Linked DNA regions of Sus scrofa: region 1 is linked to region 2. The links are chromatin contacts, called in public Hi-C maps. All regions are on one chromosome and are shown on one strand. Each heading gives the region's core, a stretch centred on a gene start, on an enhancer-like site or on the middle of the called end of the contact. The rest is flanking DNA. Distances are from core to core; before and after follow the strand shown.

The links. Hi-C and Micro-C count contacts between places; a contact is called where the count stands out from the background.
Region 1: a Hi-C map of skeletal muscle shows a contact between it and region 2, with 7 times the contacts expected there. The contact joins two enhancer-like sites. A contact is called at or near these places in 6 of 47 Hi-C or Micro-C datasets (embryonic fibroblasts, epiblast stem cells, fetal heart ventricle and 3 more).

Annotation. Positions count from the first base shown.
Region 1 is chr2:145,487,667-145,492,659 of Sscrofa11.1, reverse strand. The region is part of intron 2 of LOC110259527 (a long non-coding RNA gene); the gene reads left to right. Among named protein-coding and RNA genes, the nearest start is that of YIPF5, 180 kb to the left of the region's middle. Within about 2 kb of position 2,064, at least 1 of the 83 cell types and tissues checked has an H3K27ac peak or open chromatin away from gene starts, as enhancers often do.
Region 2 is chr2:144,559,415-144,564,828 of Sscrofa11.1, reverse strand. All of the region lies in intron 11 of ARHGAP26 (rho GTPase-activating protein 26), which reads right to left. Among named protein-coding and RNA genes, the nearest start is that of ARHGAP26, 260 kb to the right of the region's middle. Within about 2 kb of position 1,643, at least 3 of the 83 cell types and tissues checked have an H3K27ac peak or open chromatin away from gene starts, as enhancers often do.

The DNA of each region.
Region 1 (4,993 bases), core at 815-3,314, 930 kb before region 2:
AGAACTGATGACTAAATAGTCCTTAGAGTTTCTGAGGAGGACTCCGTGTTTATTGTGGGGTACTCAAAACTTTAGCTCTGTCCCAGACTGCAGTTAGGTTCTAGTAGAAGTTTCATTAAAAGCCTGAGGGCATTGGAGAAGTGCTAGTATAGGGATAATAGCCCAACCTTCACTAAGGATGTTGGATTCTTTCTGATGGGTCTTTTGAGGGGAGTGTTTCAGAACTGCTGGACTCGTTTTTAAGGAAAACTCACAGTGAGTAGTAGTTAGTCAGTCTAGCATGAGGTTCCTTTTGTTTAGTCTTAGAATCACCTGTACCTGTAGTCTTAGTTACCTGAAAGGTAGATAGCTTGGATATGAGACATGCATGGGCTTATTAACAAAGCTGACGCTGGTGAGCTATCAGATTAGAAAGGGAATTTCATGTTGAGAGCTGGAAGAAATTGCCTGTTTAGAAAACTATTTCAGTGTACCTGGTCCTTCAAAAATCCCTGTTCTCTTTAAGGGTGCTTTGATGGAGGCAATGACATAGAGACCACTAGCCAAAAGCCCCAGGCTCAGATTTTCCTTCTGTTTGGTGTGAGCAACATGTATCTAGAACAGATAGGAGAACAGCATATTCATAAATAGTTGGTTAAAGTTCTGGAGTATGACCTGAGTTTGAATCCTGACTCCGCCATCACATTGAAATAGGAATGTTTTTGAGACAAAGCTTCTTTGTCTACAATATAGGTATGATAATATATAATATCTTCACTGTGTTGTCATGACATTTAAATAAAGTAAATTACATAAAATGTTTAGCATTGTGTTTGTAAAAGGCTGAGAAGGTATCACTGCTGATGTTGATGCTGCCGCTACCCCCCCCGTTGTTATTCCATAACCACGGAAAACAAACCACAGAGTGTATTCAGGGGCCCAAATCATTTAAAGTTATAGCACTGTAGCTTTCCTACAATGGGTCCTCTCCTTTTCTCTTCCTTCCTTCCAAATTCATCTATTGAGTATCTGGCCAAGATCTAGGCTGGGTGCTAGGGATGCAGTGACAAGCCTTAATAGCTGTTTCTTGAGAGGTCATAGATAAGAAGAGCAATACATCAGTAAGTTATTGCAGTGCACTGTGACCACTGCAATCATGGGCACACGGTGTACAAGCGGCACAATGGAAGTGGCGAGCAGCTCTAACAGGGAGAGGACGGACGTGACAAGCAGCTCTAATAGGGAGCGAATGGATGTGGGTCAGGATGCACGGTTGTTTGCCAGGCTGAAGGAGTGACTGCCATTTCAGGAGAGAAGAAAAACAGGTTTGTAAAGGTGCTGTGGGTATGCCGCATGGTATATTGAGGAAACTGTGAGCCGTCCCATGAAAGTAACAGTTCATTCAGAGAAAATACTGGGGCATGAGACTTGGACACGGGCATAGTACGTGAAGTCTGGGATTTAGGGAAATGGCAGAGGGTGCTACATGCGAGGACAATCCCCGGGCAGGAGTGGGGAGAAGGAACTATTTAATTCCACCTATTTCTTATTCACAGTTGTCTCTTCATTTGATCGGCTGCAGTTACATCACACACTCACTCAAGAACCAGCCACTTGCAAGGGGACTGGGGAGGCCATGACTGGCTTAGACTAATTAAAATTCACCCAGTCTTTCCAGATGCACATGTCTGATCAGTTCCTGAACAAAGATGCAATTTTCTCAGCAAGAAAAAAGGAAGACCAGAAACACCTTGTAGGTAGATAATCAGTATTGTCTGCCACAGACGTCAAATAGATAGGCCTTAGTGACCAAGGGCCTGTCAGGGCTAAGGAGAGAGAGATGATGGGCAGGCTTGTTGCTAAGGCCACTCCAGTAAGACTGCCTACTAATTATCTATATAGATAGACTACAGAGAGTTTAGCTTCATTCAGAAGAATGACGGTAGTGTAGTGCATTTGTGTGTTCCTAAGGGACAAAGAACAGCCTTGAAATGTGAATTTATCTTAACTGCTCTATGGAATTAGGTCTGTTTTATACAAAAGCTGAATATTCACTAAATTATTGCCTAAATTGAGCACATTTGGGGACAAGATGTGCCTAGCCCCTGGTTTGATCTCATCTGTCAGTAAAGTGAACAGAATGTCAGCATTAATGCAAAATAAAATCTTCTACCTAGAAAGAAATTATTTTTAAAGCAGAAAAAGTTTTGAGATTTCTTTTATATAAGGTCCTTCAATAAATGTTGCACATATTATTTCCTACTAATATGCTCACTCAAAATTCTTAAGCTTGAAACGGTTTATTAACCATGACCTAAATAGCGTCCAGAATTCTGTTTCCAAAGCCGTCAGTCTTTGCAGTCATTCTCATCAGTCACTGAAACAATGATCTTCGATAAGGGCACATTTGGTCTCTCCCTATACTGGGAGGGCTGTCCATTTCTAAAAATATGTTGCTATGTTACAAATGCACCATCCTTGGACTATAGGCAGGAAGATAGCTGTTTGAAATTAGCCTATACAAAGCCAATAATGGGAAAATAATAAATCTGAGAGTTCTAAAAGCACCAGTCCTCATTCTTGTTTTCCTTCTCTTCCTTTTCAAACAAATATAATTTTTCTTCCTTTATTTCTTTCTTCTCTGTTTATTTTTTTTCCAGGAAAACACATTCAATGTTCTTCAGTCATTTAACATAAAGAGAACTAGATGATAGAGTAAATTGCAGATCAAAAGCCTTCCTAACCTGTGAATTTTCTACCACCTTTTCCTTAAAAGAAACTCAGCTTCAGCATCTTGTAAATAAAAATAATCTCCAGCAACCTGTTAATTTCAGTTTGTGGTTCAAGCAGTACAAGGGACATTCTGAATATTGATTTATGTCGGAGACAAACTCCAATTAGAATAAATAGCATGGAGGAGTCCCTATCATGGCTCAGTGGTTAACGAATCTAACTAGGAACTATGAGGTTGTGGGTTCAATCCCTGGCCTCGCTCAGTGGGTTAAGGATCCGGTGTTGCCTTGATCTGTGGTGTAGGTCGCAGAGGCAGCTCAGATCCAGTGTTGCTGTGGCTGTGGTGCAGGCTGGCAGCTGTAGCTCTGATTCGACCCCTTGCCTGAGAACATCCATATGCCATGGGTGCAGCCCTAGAAAAGATAAAAAAAAAAAAGGAATAAATAGCATGGACACATGTGACACTAATTGATAACAAGGGTATTAAACCTTAGAGGAAACACTGAGCCCTGTAAAGTCAAAGCTCTCACAGTGACAGCCTAAAGGACCAGGGATGCATTCACTGTGATTCTGAAGCTGCTGAAAAGGGGCAGGATTCCACTGTAGGTCCAGCATAGAGAAAATAAGTTATAATCCTTCAGCTTTCAAATTAAATAGCACAGTAATCTTCTTTGTAGAGTATCAGATAATCGTCTTAGAACATACCCACTCTGGGACGTTTATATTTGTAGGCATAAAGGTGCTTCATCCCCTTAGTAGGCATTTTCCAACCACTGACTATACATGTTTTTACCCCAAAGCATGTAATCCCACATACACTGCAACAGCCTCCTGGTTAGTCTTCCTGATCACCTTCTCTCCCCTGCCTGAGTCATTTTATGCTTCATTATCTTCATAGGGCAATATGGATCATATCACTCAGATGCTTGGTCTCTTAGCAATGTCTGTCACCTGCCTGATAAAGTCCATACGCCTCAGCCTGACCTTCGAGATCCTTGGTGTCTGGCCCCAGTCCAACTCGCAGCCCTGTATGCCCGTGTTCTTCTACTTTTGTCATTGGAATCAAGTCCTCACTTGAGGAAGGGATTGATCGTGTTACCCAGACATCGGCTTCTTTAAGGATAACCTATAAATAGGGGACCATTTGTTTTCTTTGACTACAGTACAGCTTCTTCCTGCCTCTGCATATGTGCTTCATTCTGGAAGGGAGAAATTCCTATGTCTTCTTTTCCTAACAACAAGTGTAGAGAGTCCTTACTCATGTGTATCTTTATGGGGCATTTACGGCTGGTACTTTGAGCAGAGAGGAACATTGAGAACTCACTCTGTCTTGAGGGTGAAAATATCACAGTGCAATTCTTCTGTTCATTTGGTAACTGAGTAACAGAAACTGGAGAACTCCAAGAGATTTTCCAGCATATGCCCAGCTCACTGGGCATTTTTAGAGGAGAAATATGAAGCAGAGGTTCAGAGCTTGGTCTCTGGAATCAGGCAGACATGGATCAAATCTGGCTCTACCACTTACTACCTATGTGATCTCAGAAAGGTTTTTTGTTTTTTTTTTTATGTACTATGTACCTCTGTGTTCTCATTGAGGAGTGGAAATGGACACTGAATGATTGTCACAAAATGGGAATGTGATTTATGGACAGATATCAACAAAAACACTTAGAGGATGTAAACTGTATTTATGGAAAAGGGAATAGGAAATTATGGAGATGTTACACAAGACCAGTGATGAGGCAGTAGGCTCCTGGTTGGAGAGAGTGACTTTTCAGATCTTCACCTCTGGATGACATCATAAAAACTGCCAGAGATTTCACCTCCCAGTGAAAAGATTCTGCAAAGTATGACAATTACCCTTACCGTTGTCATGAAACTTTATGTATCTTCCACCTGAATCTTTCTGCCTTGGCTGTGTCTGCCTGCTTCTAGCTGCAAGTCATGGGCATAAGACACAGCCTATTCCTAAGTGTTTATTGCGATGTTAGAGAGGCCGTTTCCCCTTGGATATTCCTGAGGTCCACTGCTGTTCTAATATTGCCTACCTCATTTGACAGAGGAAAGAATTAAGTGAGATATGTGTGTATAGCACTAGGCACGGTACTGGCCAAGGGTAAGTGCTCATTAAGTCATAGCTCGAGTTGTTATTTCAGCTTTTGGACATTACTTTTTCCTCTCCCAGTGAGAAAATTAAGTGAAATGATTTCGAGTAGGTCATCCAAATTTTTGTCAGGTGGAATTACCCTAGATTTTCCCGAAGTCTTACCATGACCAATGG
Region 2 (5,414 bases), core at 394-2,893:
GTTCTATGGTTGTCTGAGGACACAGAGCTGGAAGGCGGGGTACCAATCTATTTGGCCACTACAGGATGTTCCCGTTGTCTTTTACTTTTCCAGGCAGCAGCAAATGCACCCAACTACCAAGATGTAAATACCTTTCATTCTGGCAGCAACACAGGGCATGCGAAATGGTCCGTCCGTTCTGGGGAAACCCTCTCAAGGTCTCACAGGTGCCCACTAGTGTCAGGTTCAGAGACAAAGGCAATTTCCTGAAATAAAAGGTCTCTTTGGTGTGGCTTCTGTCTCAGGACTGATAAAGAGAATCATCTCAGGTTGGGCTGCCTTCAAGTTCCCCTCTCAAGAGCCTTCATCTTGAAAGGATAAAACCCAACTCTCCAGGGTCCATTCAGTGGGACACGAGTCACTCAATGATGGCTCCTAGGAAGACTGAATCCATCAACACACCATCTCAACAACCCAACTTAAGTGCAAGTCCATCCATCCTGCTAAGCCAGAGCCCTGGAAGACCCGGCCTCGTGAAAGTCTCACGGCCCCCGGCCTTTACACAGAACCTTTTTTCTGTTCCTTTTTAGGGCCGCACCTGCAGCACATGGAACTTCCCAGAGAGGGCTTGAATTAGACCTGCAGCTGCCAGCCGATGCCACGGTCACACGAGATCCGAGTTGCATCTGCGATCTATGCCACAGCTTGTGTCAACGCTGGCTCCTAAATGCACTTCGAGGCCAAGGATCAAACCCACATCTTCTTGGATACCAGTCAGGCTCTTAACCCACCGAGCCACAACGGGAACTCCTACACAGTGCTTCAATGCAGCGATGGAGCAGTTTCTGCTGAATACTGTACTTGAGGATTTATGAAACACCCATGCTAACGAGTATTTGTTCTACAGCATATGCTTCTTGAGAACACAAATCGCACGTTGATTTTATTTTATCAGAGTCCATCTGAGATGATGAAATAATTACAACAGGAGTAATAAATTAATATAAACAATGAGGACAGACGCCTCATCATGTGTCAGACGCCATGCTGAGAACTCTACATGCCTTATCCTGCTCAGTCCTCACTCTGACCTAACTCTTCCCATCGTGCAGATGAGAAAACGAAGGCATTAGAGAGGGTGGGTCCCTGGCCGAGGGTAGGCAGCTGGAATCGGGCAGAATCCGGCAGAAACTCCTCTAGTCTGCCTCCAGACCCCGGCTCTCAAGCACTAGCCACATGACACAGAAGACACGATGCTGATAAAGGTGACGAGACGGCGCGGGCAGCTCGGGAACATGAGTCACGGCAAGAAAGAAGGCGCCGCGAGTCAGAGAGAAAAGGAAACTGGGAAGGGCCTTTTCCTGCCAGCCTCAAGGATTCACCACCAACCCGTGCGGCTAGCTGGCACCCAACACAGACATGACACTTCATGTTCTTGAAGCCAGAGGGCTGGATCCTCAAGAGAAACCCCAGGGCAGGAACGTGGGTCTCCGATACAAACCGCAGGGCACCGCAATGCCAAGAGTCCTCACCCAGAAGCTACGATGGGAGTACAATTTAATTCAATCAAAGGAGGGCGAGGGAAGCCTTCATAGGCTCTGCGCTGAGATGTGATTCTGCCATCAATTCTGTTCACTGCTGAGCCAATTCAATTTCCACGTCCCGAGAGAATGAGGAGAGAACGGAGTCATCTGTGTCCCCGGCATTTTTCTGCGGGTGGCCTTCATCACCATCCACCAGGCCTTACCAAGAAAGCACAGGCAGGAAATGTCTTTAAACTCAGAAATTAAAGGCATAAATAAAGCACTAATTAGACGACGCAATCTTGCTCTTCCCTCCGACACACACGGCTGTGTGAGCACGTGGTTATGTCACCCTTCGGATCAAAATCTGCACAAAATGAAGGTGGCGGAGAAAGAAACAGGTTCACAGGCAAGTTGACTGAAAGCTGTGGCTCCGATTTCAACTGCACTTGAAGTCACACCTAAGCTCTGTAACTCCCCAGAGGCCTCTTCCAAGCAGCCTGGACTATCTAAACCCTTCCCAGCTGACTGTCGCTGACGTGCCCGTGTGCAGAGACACAAAACAGAACTGCCCGAGCTGGCTTACACCATCAGCTGTCATTTTGTCCCCTCCTCTCCGTGTGACACAACAGATTCACCATCACGAGGACCTGCTCTTTTCAGCTGTCAGGGCTGACAGGTCTGTGTTTATCTGCTGCTTGCATTCAAAGTCCAGATCTGCCAGTTATTGGTTACACATTCCAACCACTTCACATCTCTAAACCTCAGTCTTACCACCTGTGGAATGGGGATATTAATAGCCCCTGCCTCTTAGGGTTGTTGGGAAAATTAAATAACAGCTATAAAACATCTGACACAGAGCACAGACTACAGATTTCACGCATGGCCCAGAGAGCATTCCGTAAGGATGGCCTTTGATCACCATCCGGCCCTCCCCCTCCTCCTTGTCCTCAATCCCATCCCCTACAAGATAAATGGCTAAAGGTGGGTGTGCGCTTTGAGGGATCCAGAGACACGAGCCTCATTAGCACTGTAATTTAACCAATGGAAACTAATTAAGGGCCTAAAGGAAAGGAGACAGCCTGAAGTCAACTGCAGAGCCATGGTTCTCGATTGTTTTTTAAACAGCAGTTAAATATACAAGTTACCACTCAGCACAATCACTTTTCCACCACTGATGATGTGCCAGGCTTCATACTCAGCATCTACATGAATTATCTCCTTTCATCCTAAAGCAGCTGGGTACTACCACTGCCTGCAGGTTCGATAACTTTCTAGAGGTTACAAAGCCAGCAAAGAGGCAGAGCCTTCTAGACGAGAGTCTGTACTCAGCCACGACTTCACACCCCGTCCCTACCCAGTCCCGCCTCCCAAAGGACAAAAACCTTGGCGATGAACAGAGAACTCAAAAGCAGCTACGCGGTAATTAAAATGGCAATGGTACAACCATTATGTAAGAACAGAATTTCCACCCAACTTAAACACAACAGTAATTCTACAAACTCCCAGTTAATACAAGGACCGCAGTAACTTATAAACCACAACCAGCCTGAGACACTTTAGGACGCCCCAAACCATCCTTCCCAAAGCTAGGAGCGCAGACGGGGAGAAGTGGCAGTGTTGCCAAGGACTGTGTGGCAGACAGATCTGTGAGCAGAGCGCCCCATTCGAACACTCAGCAATCCATCACACAGGCCAAACGTAGGGATTTTTAGTAACACCCTCGACAAGTAACTAGTAAGACACCCTTGGCCTGTGTAACACCAACCAATAATGAACACAAATGTTTGGATCAAAGAGACCCTCCCTCTCTTCCATGGTGGGCCACAGGCCACAGGGAGAAAAGCTTTCAAGAATGAACTGTTGGCGATACAAGACATGACACCATGAAACTCCTAGAGGAGAACAGAGGCAAAACATTTTCTGACATAAATCCTGCCTGTGTTTTCTTAGGTCAGTCTCCCAAGGCAATAGGAATAAAAACAAAAATAAACAAATGGGACCTAATCAAACTTAGACGCTTTTGCATAGCAAAGAAAACCATAAACAAAACAGAAGGACAACCTACAGACCGGAGAAAATATTTCCAACTCCCAGTTGCAACTGAGGAGGGCTTAATTTTCAAAATATACAAAATAGCTCATCCAGCTTAATATTTAAAAAAACCAATAAAAATGTCTCTTTAGGTCTTGGGCAGAAGACCTAAATAGCTATTTCTCCAAAGAAAACATACAGATGGCCAACAGGCACATTAAAAGATGCTCAGTATCGCTAAGTATTAGAGAAATGCAAATCAAAACTAAAATGAGGTATAGCCTCTCACCAGTCAGAATGGACATCACCAAAAAGTCTCTAAACAATAAATTTTGGAGACGTGTGGAGAAAAGGGAACCCTCCTACATTAATGGTGGGAATGTAAACTGGTACAACCACCATGGAAAACAGTATGAAGATTCCTTAAAAAACTAAAAAGAGAGTTGCCGTATGATCCAGCAATCCCACTCCTGGACATACTATCACTGAATACCATCATTTGAAAAGATACACGCACCTCAGGGTTCACAGCAGCACTATCTACAATAGCCAAAATATGGAAGTGACCTAAATTTCCATCAACAGAGGAATAGATAAGGATATGGTATGCAAATACAATGGAATATTACTCAGCCAGGAAAAAGAATGAAACAATGCCATTTGCAGCCACATAGATGGACCTCAAGGTTATCATACTAAGTGAAGCAAGTCAGAGAAAGAAACACACCATATGCTGTCACTTACATGTAGAATTTAAAATACGATCCAAAGGAACTTATTTATAAAACAGAAACAGACTCACAGACATAGAGAACAGAATTATGGTTACCAAAGGGGAAAGGGGGTGGGGGAGGGATAAAATGGGAGTTTGGGATTAGCAGATGCAAACTATTATGTATAACATAGAGACACAACAAGGACTTACTATGTAGCACAGGGAACTATATTCAGTACCCTATAATAAACCATAATGAAGGAAAAAAGAAAAAAAAAAAGAATGAACTGTTTGAGTCTTAAGCCTGTGGGGATAAAACCAATCTGAAGAGCTTGGAGCAGATAAGGATGCGCCTTAACTCAAAGGGCCAGAGCTTGGGAGCTGTGCATTGGTTCCTCCTTCTCGCATTAGAAACATGCCTCTCATCACCACAGCCCAGGCGACTTCCTCCAGGGAACAATGTCAGGTGGCCACTACTGCTTTTCTAATTCTCACCTGGCAATGCGTCCTCGGGCTCGCCCACCCCATGGCTCCCGGTACAGCATTTACTGTCTCAGGGAGGTCTTTCGAAAGCGAAACCAATAAAAATATATCTGATGGCTCTTCCCTGTGACTTACTCCTGAACAAACATGAAGGCCTGGTTCTTGCCCTGCAGAATTACATGCAAAGAGGTTTAGTAACTGCAAGTGAGCAGGCCACTCAATACGCATCAACTTGGATGGACATTTTGTGAGCAGAGGAAACAAGAGCGATGGAAAACTTTCTTTAAAAGTCCCCATGATGAAGCAATGAGGACAACGCACTGAAGCATCAGCCAGACAGAAAAAGGAAGCCGGATGTGTCATTGCTGGGTGAGCGTGTGTCATGCTTCCAAACAAGCGGCAGGTTCTCTAGGAATCTCCACCTTAGAGAAAAAGGGAAATACGCAATTCAGCTCCAATCATGAGCCAGAATGAAGCAGATTTACTTTATCCGGCTTAACGCGAGGCTACCAAAATCCCTCACACAGCCATTTACTTTCTGGGGTATTTTCACCATGGAATGTGAGCTCTACACCTGACCATGGACAGCAAGCGATGCTAAGAGTCCATGAGGTCACTAAGAGTCCATGGGTCACCAGAGAGGGGTAACTGCAGCTCACGGTGCTGAGCAACACCCTCCC